Linked DNA regions of Mus musculus: region 2 is linked to region 1. The links are chromatin contacts, called in public Hi-C maps. All regions are on one chromosome and are shown on one strand. The core of a region is the stretch at or near the end of the contact, and the rest is flanking DNA. Distances in the headings are between cores, read along the strand shown. Region 1 holds the start of Slc35b3 (solute carrier family 35, member B3). Region 2 overlaps Tfap2a (transcription factor AP-2, alpha).

The links. Hi-C and Micro-C count contacts between places; a contact is called where the count stands out from the background.
Region 2: a Hi-C map of CD8 T cells shows a contact between it and region 1, with 3 times the contacts expected there. The contact joins the enhancer-like site here to the promoter of Slc35b3 in region 1. A contact is called at or near these places in 3 of 39 promoter capture datasets (the 3T3-L1 cell line, cranial neural crest and maxillary cranial neural crest), 7 of 484 Hi-C or Micro-C datasets (CD4 T cells, CD8 T cells, the G1E-ER4 cell line and 2 more), 4 of 115 datasets of contacts at active chromatin or transcription factors (embryonic stem cells, kidney, large pre-B cells and 1 more) and 6 of 9 other capture datasets (adipose tissue, embryonic stem cells, embryonic tail and 3 more).

Annotation. Positions count from the first base shown.
Region 1 is chr13:38,958,311-38,963,325 of GRCm38.p6, forward strand. It overlaps Slc35b3 (solute carrier family 35, member B3), which reads right to left and starts at 2,227. Exons shown (of 10, transcript NM_134060.4): 1 at 2,122-2,227. 5033403F01Rik (RIKEN cDNA 5033403F01 gene) reads left to right here and starts at 2,309. Exons shown (of 3, transcript NR_131019.1): 1 at 2,309-2,912.
Region 2 is chr13:40,720,098-40,725,112 of GRCm38.p6, forward strand. Tfap2a (transcription factor AP-2, alpha) reads right to left here. Exons shown (of 7, transcript NM_011547.5): 4 at 2,994-3,225; 5 at 1,172-1,290. Among named protein-coding and RNA genes, the nearest start is that of Gm26688, 5.2 kb to the right of the region's middle. Within about 2 kb of position 3,049, at least 262 of the 459 cell types and tissues checked have an H3K27ac peak or open chromatin away from gene starts, as enhancers often do. A contact at or near this core is called in CD8 T cells, the G1E-ER4 cell line, Th17 cells and 1 more, where this site is marked.

The DNA.
Region 1 (5,015 bases), core at 977-3,476:
CGTCCAACACAACACCCATCTCTCCTGAATTCTCTTTAGAGAGCACTTGTGCTAACAAGGAAATGGAGCCACTGTCACTGCTAACACGACATCTCATTACCACCAAACCTGCCCTGTAAAAGTCTGGCATTCAGTGTGCAGCTTTACACTACACTACTGATCAGAATATCGCTGGTCAGAAAGCATGAGTGAGGAAGGCCTCTGCTACTCTCAAACTCCGATCTCCGATGCTTGCAGTCTCACTTCTGTTTCTATTGTTAATAATTGATATTGTTATCTAAAGAATCAGAGCCAGGCATGGAGAGATGGCGTGGTGGTTAAAAATGTTTATTCCTCTTGCAGAAGTTTGGTTCCCAGCACCCGTCCTTGTTAGGTTTGCAATTGACTATTACTCTACCCTCAGATTCCCATCAGAACCCTCTCATGCATATATCCACAAGTACATTCATACACACACACACACAGACACACACAGACACACACACTACAAATAAATCTTATACAAACGAACAAACAAACAGGGACAAAGTCCTTATGGTACGGGGGGGGGGGGGGGGGGGGGGGGGGAAGGAGCCTGAACTACACAGAGAATTTAACACAAGGCTGGGCTACAGAGATCTTGTCTCCAAACAAACAAACAAAAGCTCAAGAACAGGATTACAAGTTTTCAAATCAAATAGCCAACATCTTGCTTTGCTTTAGAGACTCATAATACCCTCTGAAACTAGAACAGAAAGAAGTTGTGGAAGTGGATTGCTGCCTTGGGTCTCTTCTTAAAGCGCAACAGACACTTGGCACATTGCAGGGAGACATAACGGCTAAAATGGAGGTCAAAGAAGTGCTTAGAGTAAGTAAACACATACTGTGTGTGCACACACACAATCGGAAACAGGTGATGTTGCCTTACAATGACACACTGAAATAAAAGCTTATTTCTTTATACAAGTCTGTGTGTCTATGCCACAGATGGCAAGCAAGGGTCAGAAGACAACTCCTGGGAACTGGTTCTCTGTCATTTCACCTTATTGGTTCTGGGCTTGGCCACAGGCTTGGCCTCAGGTGCTCTTACCTGTCAGCTTGCTGGCCTCACCTTATCTCTTAACCTAGTCTTTTTTTTTTTTTTTTTTTTAATGTGAAGGAGGTACGCTTTCTATTACAAAGCTGGAATGGGAGGAAAACTTATCATGTGCACAGCCTGGAAAAGTCCCAGCTTCGCCAGAAACCTGCAACGCTCTAGTAACAATCATGTCTTCACAACTGGGTTCCAGGTGTGGGATAAGATCAAAGAGCAGAAAAACAAGATTGTGATTTCTCCCATACCTTATCACACAAAAGGGTGAGAGACTGGTGATTTCCGAAACTCTATTCCCCTCAAGGGCTAACAATAGGATTTAAAGTAGACTTTAAGCAGAAGTAATGCTATCTAAAATATTTTTCAAACGTTGTCAGTGTCTTTCCCCTCCAAGTCTCAAACTATCTCAACTCACTTGTAACAGAAATGTTTAACTAAAATTCGGGATTCTGATAATCTACTGTAGAAGTAACGCAGATGTAATTCATTCAAACACAAAAAACCAACCAAACAAAAAAACTCAAAACAAACAACTCATGATAGTAAACTAACAAAATCTTTCAGTGTTTTTCCCAAAGAAGAGAAAAGGAAGGAGGAAAGAAGGAAGACACGGAAAGATAGACAGACAAGGTAGGAAGAAAGAAAGGAGAAGAGAATTCAGCTGTAAAGCCCGAAAGAACGTACAGGGATTTCAGCGACATAAACTTAGCAGCCCTGCAAGAACAGTCAACTCGCTGCAAGGCAAACAGTCACCAGGTAACGGAGAGAGCGGACACAGACCCGGAAATGACTCTGAACTGCAAAAACAGCCAAGGGAATCCGAGAGACCAAGTCTCTGAGCACAGAGAGCAGGGTAGAGGAGGGGTCCGGCCCGGGGGTTCTCAGGCCAACAGGGAACGATGCTCTTCCCGGAAGCGCGCGCCCCGACCACCCCGACGGCGGCGGCGTCCACCTTCTCTGTTGACACGGTGTGGGAGCCCACCCGAGTTCTGCCTGACGACGCCTGGCCGCGCAGCAAGACCCCCACCTCCCAGCTCCGCCGCTGTCACCTCCTCGGTCTCCGTCTCCGCCTCCGGGTCTGCTCCCGCGACGGCCGCCTCGGCCGCCACCTCCCCGGAAGGTCTTCACACGCCGGACCCTGCGCGCCACTTCCGCCTAGGCGTCTCTGTGCGCGTGCGCCGGCGCGCGGCTCCGCCCCTTCGCCCTCCCCACCCCCTCGGCTGTTTCTACCTCTCCACCCTGCTCCTGCGTGCTCTGAGCAAGGGTCCTGTCCATCTCGTGGCTTCTGCGACCCAGTTGACTTCACATCCGCGATCGTGAGCCGGGGCGTGTGAAGGATGCCAAGGTTTAGAGTGCTCGAGCCGGATCTCAGCAGCCTGAGGTTCCCTTTCCCCAGCCTCCACCTTTTGATTCAAAGGGATGAAGTTGCTTCTCAACTACTTTCCTGTCCCAGTTCTCCGGACTCACTCCTACCCTTCTGGCCAAGGTGGACTGAAGAAACAGGAAGCCTGCGTCACATGCCCTTACAGTGATGATGGTTTGTAATTGGCCAGAAATGAACCAGGATTGTGTTGACATGCCACTCACTGCTTGAAATGTAAATCCCTGGCTTGGAGTCTGACAAATGTTATAAAATCTCTGATATTTGATCGCCAAATATCATAAATTATTCCACATTGAGAGCTACACTTACAGTTACTGAGATACAATGAAGAAAATGCCAAGATGGGCTTGGCGATAAGGATTATTACGATTACCTTAACCGGAATAGTATTCAAGAGTCTGCTTTGAAAAGGGGTGAATAGTGTCAACAGAAACGTTACAATCCGGTCAGATGTGTGTAAGTTTTAAAATTTCACAAGAATTAGGCATTGGGAAGCATTTATGCCTTAGGAGAGAATCTCTGAAGTGGTGAGGGAAAAGGTCCAGCTAGACATTTTAAAAATACCAGCCTTGCTAAGCCAGTTTTGTATGAAAGTTGAAACTTTAAAAAAAGGGGAGGAAAGAAAAAATCCTAAAGAGAATAACAAAGCCCATTTAGACATTTAGAGATGTCATTCTATGGCTCAACAATAGCAAATAGTAGCAGTAAAACAACTGTCAGCCAAGAAGGAACATTATTTATCAAACACCTGTTGAATGTGCCTATGTGTAGGGTCATATGCATAATTTATAAGTAGCTTATATGGACTTCCAGCCCTTAAGGAGTTATAGGACATAGGTGAGAAGGTAAATGGTAATATAAATCTGGAATACAAGAGGGGTTAAGGTCCACCCACTCTTGCTTAGGCAATCACAATAGCCTAGCTGGCTTCTATTATCTTTTACTTCCTTACAGCCTAATTCTGCCCAAGAGCAGGATTTGATGCTGCTTTGCTCTCAATGCTTTAATGGCTTTTACCATCTCATTGAAACCTAAAACCCTCTCCGTGGTTTGCAACTTGTTCTTGATGGGTCATATCCAAACAACACTTTAGAATTCATCTAACCCCCGTCAGGCACGACATGCCTCACTTTGCTTTGCTTTTCCTATTCCTTTGGTGTGGCACATTGCCCTCAGATATGTCCACTGGGAATGAAAACCAAGCATTTACCAACTGTTACCGTGGAATTAGGGATGAGGTGAGTGAGAGAGTAAGCAGGTAAGAGCAGCCCTGTTTGCCAATAGGAGCAAGGAAGACTGCAGTTATGGCCAGCCACAAAGCTAGATCCGAAACAGGGTTACCATTGCCTGTGGACTCATGAGGAATGCATACTCTTAATGTGAAGACAAGAAGCGCAGTCTCAGCATGTTGATAGCTTTTGACTAACCACAGAACAAACAGAAGAACCAAGGAACTATTCCCACAAAAGATAACCTCATGCCCAAACTCTATCCTTGAGAGGGAAACAGATCCCGTGACTCTTGATGAAAAACATTGTATTGCCACTGAGAAACACTGTATTTCAGTTTAGTGGTCATCTCCCAGCACACTTGAAGCCATTTGCACAAGGAGTTACTCTGTAGAAAGTAAATTACCAAGTCGCCAAGGGCCATTGTGCATAAATGCTGAGTGGATAGTGATGTTGAAGACTCAAAATGGAGGCCTAGTGGTGAAAGGCATGCTGTCCATAATCTATCTCACAAGGGCATCCCCAAAGTATGTAAAGTCCTTCAGAGAATGAGTATTTAACAACAGACAAGGTCTTCTCTGATCTGTGCTGTTGATGCAAGGAAGGGGCTGCTGGAAGCTCTTGAAAAAAAGTCTACTTTTTAGGGTCCAAAGTGGGAAATTAGATACTAATTGCACATACAAGGAAACTGAGATTTCATTACTAGACAGACTTGAAAAATGTTCAGAAGGTGTTCTCTTCTCCTGACAACTTTTTGACCAACCTGCGCAGATCTTGACTGATGGACCTGGGATCCGAGGTCCTGAAAGAATGGGGCAGACTATGGTGTAATGCTGCAGACAATCTTATTACAGTTTCAGTGCACAAAAGCACATGAGTGTAACCAAAGAAAGCAATAATCCAAGTAAGGTTTGTTTCAGTTCAGAAAAACATGTAAATCAATGCCAGTAAGCACATACTAAATATTAACAGAGCAGCCCTTTCTCAGGACAGAGAGCAATTGAGACACAATTTCCTGGCATGTATTATAGATTATATCTGGGAAAGCATGAAAGCAAGGCAGAAGGTCATATCCAGATTCAGGGTACACTGACCAGCTTGGTTTCTATAGCTATGACCTGACATCCAACAAGAATAACCATGTCTTCAAAATCGAATGTAAATGTTTGTCACAGGAGGCACCAAACTGTGTTCAGTAACAATTCAGGGGTCAAGGTTCACCTGCTGTAAAAGGCTCTCTGCCTTTTCCCCCCTGGAACTTCTTTCACAGTTCCCCAAGGCATTGTTCGCCTTAGGTCAATATTTTACCAAGTTCCCAAAATAAGACTCT
Region 2 (5,015 bases), core at 1,799-4,298, 1.8 Mb after region 1:
TGGACAGCAGGATCTCTATACACTACCATTATTTTAACATAATGTTGCTGGGTTTGAATTTCTGGCCCTAAACAATAGATTTTTTTTAAGTTACATTATCACCACCTTCAACACCATTTAACACCCAGAAATCCTAGAATGCCTTCTCAAAAACATTGTTTCCAATGTTCTCGAGAAACTTTCAGATTCTTAGATTCCATGGCAATATCTCCCTCGATGCACTATGCAAATAAATTATGCCTCATTAAAACATAAGTGGCTAGCTTTAAATCTGCCTGGTAATAAATCTCCATCTTCTTATTTTTCTATTAATGTGAGATATAACAAGACACAAAGGAGAGCTATTCCCTGATTCCCAACCTTAAATGAACTGAGTATCAGAAGAAGTTGGGAATCTAGGAAGCAGGATGGTGAGTGAGCAGATTCTGGTGACAGCTTTTGGGTAGCTGGCCAGGGTGGCTTTTTGTCTTAAGGACTTTGAAGGGTGGGTGTGTGTGTACTAAAGGGGAGGCGGGGGGGGGGGGGAGCCGGAGTAAAAAACTCTTTTACAATTTGTCTGTTTCTTCTTCTCTTTCTGTATCAAACAATCCAGATTCTAGAATTGCTCACTTTCTGCCCCTCCTGGAGAGAAGACACACAATGGAAACAAGAGGTAGGAAGTATATGGCTGGAAACCAACAACCCACAAGGGCTTTTAACCCTGAGCTTTTGGGACAGTCTTAAAGCAGGATGCAGGTCAGAGATTCCCAAATTCATTCAGGAAGTAATGGTCACGCATTTCTCAAATGCAGATGTCAGAATAACTTAAGTGATTTACTGCTGAGTTCTTTCCAGGAGACAGGAACTTGGGGAATGTGTAGTTCTTAAATTTGTTCACTGTTTAGGTCAGGTTTGAGCTGAGGGTAGGGTGACTCTGCCAGACAGAGGAAGAAGAACATATAGGCACGAGTCTATACAAATAGGCTTTGGATCTTTTGTTTTATTTTGTTTTGTTTCTTGTTTTTTTCCTTGGCATCCCAAATTCTTTTCAATTCCCAGTTACATTCCATGGAAAAGTGAAGCCACCCAAAGGACACAAAACACACTCAAACATCTGGCTACTAAATATTATCCACCCCACCCCACCCCCAAGTTGACAGTTCCCTTCCAGATAGCAAGCAGATCTGTTTACCTTCCACTAGTGACGTGAGGAGGGTAACGTTGGCAGCTTTACGTCTCCCTGCTGGCAGATTCAATCCTATCTTGTCCAGTTTTTCTCTTAAAGATCTCCCTCCATTCTTAGACTTCGCTCTGTTTCAGAAACATGGGAGGCAGGGGTGTTAAAAAGATTGATTTTTCTCTTGTCACATCAGAGTCATTCTGAACACTTTCTAAAATGTGTTCTTAAAAACTGAGGGTCATGGTTCCAAGGCAGGAAAAGAGAGAGCAAGAAGGAACTATATAGAAAGATCATGGAAGATGAAAGGCATAGTTGTCATTGCAACTATTGTGGCAGGTTGGGAACTTTCCATTTTCACACACACACACACACACACACACACACACAGTTCTGATTGCAAGAGTTGGAGGTATTCCTGAGTTCCACTGATAACTGTGTTGCTTTCCCTGTTGCTATAATCCCAGCAAAGCCCAGTGGGGTCTTTAAATTGTCTTCACAAGATCTGCTGTTAGGTTGTTCCCAGTGACCAAAGTTATCATCGCGCTCTCATTTCATGTCCTGGCTTTGATCCCAATGGGAAATGCACCTTGCCAAGTGTTTACATGCCATGTCAGGAGCATAACTGGAAATGTCAAGAGGCTGATGGCTGATATCAGCCTTCAAAATTTTTCCCTGATTTCAGAAACAATGGAGTCACTTCTAAATAGATGTCTAAATAGACTCCCATAATCAGAAAGTGGTTAAGATAAATTGTTTAAATAAAACAGCAAATTAATTAATTTCAGATTTTATTCCCTACTCAAGTGGGTCTTTAATTGTGTGGATTAGATTATACTCCCATAGGTGAGCAGTCTCCGATATTGGGGATGGGGGGAGGGGAGGAAAAAGCAGAGGGCAGAGAAAGATCTGTGACAGTAAAAGATAACTAAGGAAAGCCGCTGGTATTAACTCTGCAAAAACCCTCTTAGAGTATGTAGGTGGGCCATACCCACCAAGGCCCAACTGAGAGTTATTAATATACAGGAATAAAGTTAGACAACGAATTACAGGTCTTTTGTAGAGAGGAGAGTAAGAGACATACTCTTTGGCCAAATTTAATACTAGGCCTACAACTCACACCATTGGATAGATCCCTAAGAACACACCTGGCTCTGAAACTTTTCTCTCTTTAGACTCTACCTCCCTGGCCCTTGTGAAAAACAGGACTCACTCACTTCAGAGAGGTGAGACTCCTGTGTTAATGGATGCGACTACATATAATGAACAGAAACCTGTCACACATCACAGCAAATCAGAACGTCAAAAGAACACCCCCCCCCCCCCCCCCCCCGTACAGAGACTGGAGTGGAGGTAGAGGTTCCTTATGGCAGGAAGTGCCAGCAACCAGGGATGGGAGGCACGCAGCAAGCAGAAGTCACTCTCTTTCTTTACTTGAAAACCTGTCTGTTAAATCTCCACTCAAGACCCTACAGTGTAGTAAGGCAAAGCAAGGAGCCCGGAAGCTTTTCTGAGCTTGTAACCTGTGCGCAACCAGGGAAAAGGCAGCAGCACGGCGCCCCACGGCTGCCAAGGCTGGGACTGAGCCCCAGACGTAGAAAACTGCGCCTGCGTGCTGCAGAAAGCGGAGTTCCCGAGTGCGCAGGCGCGTTGCCTCACACCCCACCCCCGCCTTCAGCCACGCCCACAAAGCGCCACTCTTTTCTCTCCGCCCCTTTCACGTCGCGCGTGCAGTACAGCTACCGGCCCAGCGCAGGCGCACTGGGGCCGGGTTCCCGGGGTGGAGCGGGGCGGGGCGGGGCCGGGTGGGGCGGGGCGGGGCCGGTCCGAGCCTCACCTCCGCAGTACTCCGCCCAGGAGCGACGCGTTAAGACACTCGGGCGGTGAGAGGCGCCGCTGTACTTCCGCCACCGTGACCTTGTACTTCGAGGTGGAGCTGAGGAGCGACAGGCGACCCGGAACTGAACAGAAGACTTCGTTGGGGTTTACCACGCCACCGAAGAGGTTGTCCTTGTTAATAGGGATGGCGGAGACAGCATTGCTGTTGGACTTGGACAGGGACACGGGGCCTGCGAAGACAGATGCGGGCGCGTGTGGGGGGCGGACCGACCGAGCGCTGCTCAGCTCAGGAATCCCGAGGCGGCATCCTGCCCTGACCCTTGCAGCAAGCTGTCTAGAGATGGCTGATGCTGTCGCGACCCCCTAGGCTCTCAAAGGGCTCCGAAGTGATGCAGGAGCTTGGGTTTAGGGAGGCAACGAATGGGTTTTATGTGTAAACCCGAGACAGGGTTGGTGTAGTGGGGGTTTTGCTGGCGAAAGGCTCAGTGCCAAAAGAAATTGCTGTTAAAACCAGCAGACAGTTTCGATTGCTGCAGCAGCCAGTAAATGAACATTTCAGTAAGCTAGCAAGTGGTGGATTCTGTTATCACACACTACACGTCCGTCCTTTCATCAATAGACCCTTATGTTCCATTTAAAAGACACTCGGGCTTTGGAGATCATTCCAAGCCCGTGAACAGGACTCAAGAATAGGCCTACAGTTGAACATTAGGAATGCATCCTTTTGTTGAGCAAATACTAAATGAACCCTGTCTGTCTAAGCCCCTTCAAAGGGATGGGGGTTAGGATATATAATCAGTTAAAACCATAAGCTCTTCATTGTTGGATCTACCATTGTTAGAAAACAAATTCAAGACCATCAGAACAAGGGGTTCATTTCTTAACACATGAAATTCAGATGCACCTACAACCGTTTAAGTTCAATGCGTTTGTATCTTAAAATTCCACACAGAGACATATAATAATATGCACAGTCTCATCATAGCACCTCTCATGTTTTTGTTTTGTTTTGCCTTTAAATAGGGATATTCTACTTGTATGGGGAGGTGAGGGCCTCTAGGTTTTGGATAGATCACTTGTGACATTAATAGCTCTGGGGAGGCTAATAGAGACAATAGGAGTTAAACGAACTCGGGAGAGATTACTAATAAAAGAGCCAATTATCATGTCGACTTGGAAAGAGTACCTCTTAACATTTATCCCTTACACATCTAATTTGACATGACAAAGATTTCACAGATGCAAAAATGAAACTTTAAACTAGCTAACAATATACTGATTCGGGGGTTAGAAATGAGAACAGTTTTATATAGCATCATCCTCTGGTGGTGCCCAGAATCCTGAAGTACCTGCCACCATAACAACAAAAGTACTGCTGCTGCATTTAATACAAGAAACTTTATTTCTACCCACTAAGCACAATGCAGATGATAAACCCATGCAAATTATGTAACATCTTTCTTTTCTATATACATAGGTCAACAGTGGGCATCTTCAAGATACTAATTTTAACCAAAAGCTAAATTTTTGCTAACCTAATTCAAGTTTTAAAGCCTTGAAACTCAATCAAGAGACTAGAAACTAAATCAGAGATCTCGAAAGTTGTCCTCCCCTGATAGGGTGCATTTTTTCAATCTGACTTTTTATTAATATTAAATTATTTGTATTATTTCAGCTTGATACACTTTTGAACCCTCATGGCCTTTAACTGCACACAATTAATTAACTATGAGACTATTTCCAAATCGAAATGCCACTTCCAAATCAGGTCAACTAGTGCACATTTCACTTTGTGCAAATATCATTAAACTACATTCAACGCTGAAATCCCGATTAGAACAAAGCTAGCCTGTTGCCATTATCAAGGTCCTGAAAGCTGGTGGTTTAAGCACTGTTCTTCTATGCGTATCTATTTGCTAATTCTGAGCCTTTAGGAAATCCTATTTGAAAAAAAGAATAAATACAGTCCTGTATGTTCTTTTAAATAGCACTCTGCCTGTAAGGACATGCTTGGAATGAA